2 separate regions of the Mus musculus genome follow, and region 2 is linked to region 1. The links are chromatin contacts, called in public HiChIP or PLAC-seq maps. All regions are on one chromosome and are shown on one strand. The core of a region is the stretch at or near the end of the contact, and the rest is flanking DNA. Distances in the headings are between cores, read along the strand shown.

Evidence for each region. HiChIP or PLAC-seq counts read pairs in DNA pulled down with a chosen protein or histone mark.
Region 2: an H3K4me3 HiChIP or PLAC-seq map of intestinal villus epithelium shows a contact between it and region 1, with 12 read pairs. The contact joins the promoter of Ces2h here to the promoter of Ces2g in region 1. A contact is called at or near these places in 1 of 15 datasets of contacts at CTCF or cohesin (CD8 T cells), 1 of 484 Hi-C or Micro-C datasets (liver), 2 of 115 datasets of contacts at active chromatin or transcription factors (embryonic stem cells and intestinal villus epithelium) and 1 of 9 other capture datasets (liver).

The regions. Positions count from the first base shown.
Region 1 is chr8:104,960,414-104,963,190 of GRCm38.p6, forward strand. Ces2g (carboxylesterase 2G) reads left to right here and starts at 1,305. Exons shown (of 12, transcript NM_197999.2): 1 at 1,305-1,450; 2 at 2,057-2,267. The coding sequence starts at 1,375. It also overlaps a transcript of Ces2f not described here.
Region 2 is chr8:104,999,288-105,002,220 of GRCm38.p6, forward strand. Ces2h (carboxylesterase 2H) reads left to right here and starts at 1,543. Exons shown (of 12, transcript NM_001272045.2): 1 at 1,543-1,638. The coding sequence starts at 1,566.

The sequences.
Region 1 (2,777 bases), core at 55-2,554:
GTGATCCATGGCATGGAAGAACCTTCATAATATATACATGAGCACAATACATAAATAAATGCAAACATTAAAAATATCGATTAAGTTAATAAATAACTGTGAAGTTGATCTTGGCCAGCAGAGGAGACACATCATAATGAACAGGGGCTGCGGACTTGAAATGCTCCAGAATTGCAGTGTGTTATGATGAAAGGAATGTAACCTAACAAGGAGGGTCCATGTATACCCTAATATCATCATAGGGACCAGGGACCCTGGAAGCAGACTCAGAAAACTGAGTTTTCAAAGGTCAGGGGAGTCTTGAAAATGAATGTCACACTCAGAGCTCCCGCATTTGCCTGATTCTCCTGTGACATCTTGACTATGACCTTCTCACTGTTAGAGCTCCTGTTAGCGCTTCCTGCCCAGGTGAGGGGACAGCATTTCTGGTATCCCAGATGATCTCTAGAATCCATGATATGCCTTTCTGGGAGGCCAAAGAGGGAACAGAAACAGCAGAGGCAACCCTGATGGCTATTCTTGCTATCAACTTGACTACATCTAGAATCTGGAAATGGAGAGTACACCAGTGAGAGGTTGTTTGCTTGGTTTGAAGTAGACAAATTTACTTTTAGTCTGAACATTTGAGGTAAGGAAGCACATGCCTGTCCCTAGGAGGAACAACAATATGAACTAACCAGTAACCCCAGAGGTCCCTGGGACTAAACCACCAATCAAAGAGGGAATCATGGCTCTAGCTGCATATGTAGCAGAGGATGGCCTAGTTGGTCATCAATGGGAGGAGAGGCTCTTGGTCCTGTAAAGGTTCTATGCCCCAGTATAGGGGAATGCCTGGGCCAGGAAGCAGAAGCAGAAGGAGGGGGGAGAGGATAGGGGATTTTCAGAGGGGAAACTAGATAGAATATTTGGATCTTTGCCTGCTTGCTCCCACCTTGCTAGCAAGTCCAGTCCTTAACTGGCATTAGAGCCTACTTCTCCAGGATTTCAGCATCGACTGAAGACCAGATGAGACATCCAACCTTGTGGATTGAGCAACTGCTGGATTCTTTCTATTCATAGCTAGACACGGTTCAATTACTAGCGCCATTGCCTGTAAGTTGTTCTAATAAATCCAGTTTCTATATATTTATGTAGAGAGATTCATTCTATAAGCCCTGCTACTCTGGAAAATCCTGATAAATACAGCGACTTTGCCCTGCCTCCAGGCCATTGGCTCCAGTTACTTCTGACTAAACAGTTCTTCTACAATGAGAACTTGCTCCACCTTTATCTTTTTGGCTCAAATTCCTGCCTGGGCAAGGCTCACATATTCTGCTTCCTGTTTGTGAAACGTGGTCCTCCTAGCAGCACAGACTCAGAGCCTGAGAGCCGGCCATGCCACGGAACCAAATGCATAGCTGGCTGGATGCTGTGTTCTTTGGACTCCTGCTTCTCCTCGGCCATGTGCAGGGTGAGGCTCACTAAACTGGCATGGGGAATGACTGGAGTCAGAGCTGCCAACTTCTGCATGTCAGAGCTGAGCTTGTGGGAGGGAAGGCACAGGGCAGGGGGAAGGGTTTGGAAATGACAGCTAAAAGTGTGGGAAACCTGTGCCTCCCGATTCACTGACCAAAACCCTCAGATTTTATGAGCCCACTAGCATACAGAGTCAGAGACATCTAAGATCACTCCATACTGAGGAGACAGTTCACTGTAAGGAGCTCTAGAGAAAATGCTAGACAATTCAAATGAAAATGAGAAGTCATTTTCTTTTCTTGGTATATAGCTACAACTTACCTTTTAATAATAATAATAATAATAATAATAATAATAATTCGTATAGCCAAATGGTTCTTTGGCCTACAGAAACGCTGTAGAGCCCTTCAAAATAGGAATAGGAAAGGATCCAAGGTCTGAGGGATAAAGGAGTTTCCACACTCACACCCTACAACTGAACTAGGGAGGCGGTTATGGGTTCCCTTTGCCTGTGCCCTGATAACAGTGAGATAGGAACTCCCACAACCTTGTGGCAACTGATTACAGAAAACTAACCCTGAAGCATCTCTCTCTCTACCAGGTCACGACTCACCAGAGACCAGCCCCATCAGAAGCACACACTCTGGCCAGGTCCAAGGCAGGCTCATTCACGTGAAGGACACTAAAGCTGGTGTCCACACCTTCCTGGGAATCCCCTTTGCCAAGCCTCCTGTAGGACCACTGCGCTTTGCACCTCCTGAGGCCCCTGAGCCATGGAGTGGTGTGAGAGATGGAACCTCACAGCCAGCCATGTAAGTTCTGGACCCAGAGGGTTTCAGGTACTGGGGGAGACTGTGCTCTGAGCTCTGGGCCATGCTGAAGTGTCTCATTCGTTTCAGCTACAGAGCAGTTTTCTCTCTTTGTGGATGAGTGCCCCGTGCATTTTTCTGATGATGTGCTAAGCCTGATGAGAACAACTGTGCCAGGCTTCTGGGTCAGAGCTTGGCACTCAGAGAAAGTTAGCATCAGGCAAGATTGAGATGAGCTAAGATAAAATTGTTCAAGGATTCAGATTATGCCCAGTGTTCTCTGCCACAATGGGAGGGATCTCCAGGTATGAGTTAATGTGACCTATTAGACAGCATTGCCTCTGAAATCAGGAGAATATACTCCAGATCACTGAGGTGTGCAGCAATGACGGATACTTGATAACTCTACCCTCACAGTCACTGTGACAACCTATATGGCCAAGTGTCATTGGCCAGGGAACAAGTATATGTAATTAATTCCCTGTAGAGACACTGCAGACAAGAGAAGTTCCT
Region 2 (2,933 bases), core at 293-2,792, 39 kb after region 1:
AACCGTGTCCTTGAAGGGAGGTTGTGCAACATTTTTATAGGTTAGGAACACAGAGCAAGGAGAGAGGGGCGGTGTTATCCAATTGTATTTTGACATTATGGGTTAAACCTGTTGGAGACTGGGTCATATCCAGGGCACTTGGCTTCAAGGTCCTTAATTCATTCTCCTAGATATTAGGTCCAGAGCTCAGAGTGATAAAGAGACAAAGAAGCAGGTCATTCCTAGGCCTGGGAACGTGAACTGGTTTAAACCTGCCAGCAAGATGGAGAAGTTGTCATTGAGATGGCTGTACTTAGACAACTGTTTTCAACAGAAGCCGTTGAGCTATAGGGAAGTCCCCAGCTCCCCTAAGGCCTGGGACCTTGAATTTAACTTTTCCCTAAGATTAAATAATCTGAAAACAAAATGGTAGTTTCTTTTGAACAAAATATTCATATAGCTAGGGGAATAGTTTGACCGCTGGATTCTTTACGAGGTAGGGCCTAGCTAGAAGAATTACTAGGGGTGGGCATGCACTGATATTCGATTGCAGATATTCACCTGGACTTTCATTTATTATTTATTTATTTGTTTATTATTGTTGCTTTTACTGTTATTGTTGTTACTATGATTTTGCTTGTTTGGATTTTGTCTGTTGACACTCAGCCTTCCTGTGTAACTATGATTTAACCAAACTCAGGATTCACCTGCCTCCACTTCCCAAGTTCTGGGACTATTCACACTAGTCAACATTGCCTTTAGACTCCTTTTTTTTATTTATTATTTTATTTTATTTTATTTTATTTCTCTCTCTGTGTCTCTCTGTCTCTGTCTCTCTCTGTCTCTCTGTCTCTCTCTGTCTCTGTCTCTGTCTCTCTCTCTCTCTCCCTCTCTCTCTCTCTCTCTGTGTGTGTGTGTGTGTGTGTGTGTGTGTGTGCATGCATGCACACATACAGAAATGTCCCTGAGACCAAGGAAGAGTCCATGCAGATTTTCACACCATGACTATGGGGATTAAGGGACCAGGGCAGGAGAAACAAGTAAATCATGAATCCAGAAACGAACGAGAAGTTTTCAGGATTGAAGGAACCGTCGTAGCTGCCTTGTATTTGCCCTCCCAGCTCCCTTCGCCCCACAATAGGTGTGGCCATTCTCTAATGTGGGTCACTATGGTGTGTCTCTTCAGAGAAGCCCTTCGATTTCTCTAGCATCAGCTTTCTGCTCTGTCTTCTCATCCCTGACACCTTCCTTCCACCTGTGACTGTCATGTCCTTACACTTAGTGGTTGCAAGTTGCAGGTGCAGGTCCCTGTGTTTAAGGGGCTGTAGACGCCACATAGCACCTTCAGAGGAGGTCAAAAGAAACACAGGAAGTGTGGAGGTGTCTATAATCCCTGTCTGCTGATTTTGGCTTTCACAAGCCCAGTCTGCTCAGAGTCGTTCTCCTGCAGTACCCACCCTGCCAGGCCCCACCCAGAGCCCTGCCCACACTCTGCAGGGTCCAAACTCCAGCTCCAATCCTCAGTTGCCTTCTGGTAAAGCCTGACCTGCCCTACAGAAGTTCAGAAACACGCCTGTGTACCAACCATGAGACTGGAACAAATTCATGCTCGGCTAACCACCGCGACCTGTGGGCTCCTGCTTCTCCTCCGGGTCCAGGGTGAGGCTCTCAGGGGAGTGAAGGGAATTATGTCAGAGCTGCCAAACTGTGAAGAGACTAAGGGAGAGTAAGGGAGGAAATGGCCAAGGATGGGCAAGGAAATGGCAAGGCTGAAATGGTGAAGCCCATTGCTTACTTGTGTGATACTCTGCAAGTGTCAAGGTGGGCCGCCTAAAGCTAAAAGCATAGTGGCTACCTGAAGATGCTCGCCTTCAAGGATGGAACTGAAAAGGAGGGGGTTTTGAGGAGTGGCAGATTAACAAGGCCAGACAGACTCAAGATGACGAGTCAGGACATTCCCTATTGTTATTAGACGCGTTCTCACGACCGGCCAGGAAGAACACCACAGACCAGAATCTTCTGCGGCAAAGCTTTATTCTTACATCTTCAGGAGCCAGAGTGTAAGCAGCAAGAGAGCAAGAAGCAAGAGAGAGCGAAGCAAGAGAGAGAAGCAAGAGAGAGAGAAAACGAAACCCCGTCCCTTTTTAAGGAGAATTCTCCTTCGCCTCGGACGTGTCACTCCTTGATTGGCTGCAGCCCATCGGCCGAGTTGACGTCACGGGGAAGGCAGAGCACAAGTAGTCATAAGATACCCTTGGCACATGCGCAGATTATTTGTTTACCACTTAGAACACAGCTGTCAGCGCCATCTTGTAACGGCGAATGTGGGCGCGGCTCCCAACATCTCCCCCTTTTTCTTTTAATAAGAGCAAATAGGCCACCCATATTAATGAGAGTGGAGATAGAGGTCAAATCCCCAGTGTGTAGGTAAAGGAGCCATGTACAGGATTAGCTCTTAGGCTCACAGGCTTTTACCCAGAGCAACCCTGACCTGCTCCCGTGTCGTTTTGCCTGGGGGAAGGGAACTAGGACACTGAACCTTCATGAAAGATGACATGTCTCCCTAGAATAGGCTCATATATGCCGCAGAGCCTTTCCATTGCAGTGCTTAGCCTTGCAACTCTCTCGGGCTGCTGAAGCACACTCACTCTATCCCGTGCAATGAGTCTAGCCTCATGGGATATAAGAGCTGAGTGGCCAGCGACCTATTGCCTAAGCATAGATATATCATATATCAGGGGGAGCTCCATGTTCTAGTCCTGCAAGCGCCTGGGCAATAACCACCTTGTCTCTCCTAGTTTAGGCCTTAAGCTTACAGACCAATCAAAGAAGCAACACTAATCCACAGCAAAGTGTATCTCCAAATAATATTAATCCCACCCATTTTTTAAAGAAAGAAAATGCTGAGGAGATCCAATTGGGTAATCCTTTGGTCAGGGACAGGTCCAAGCGGG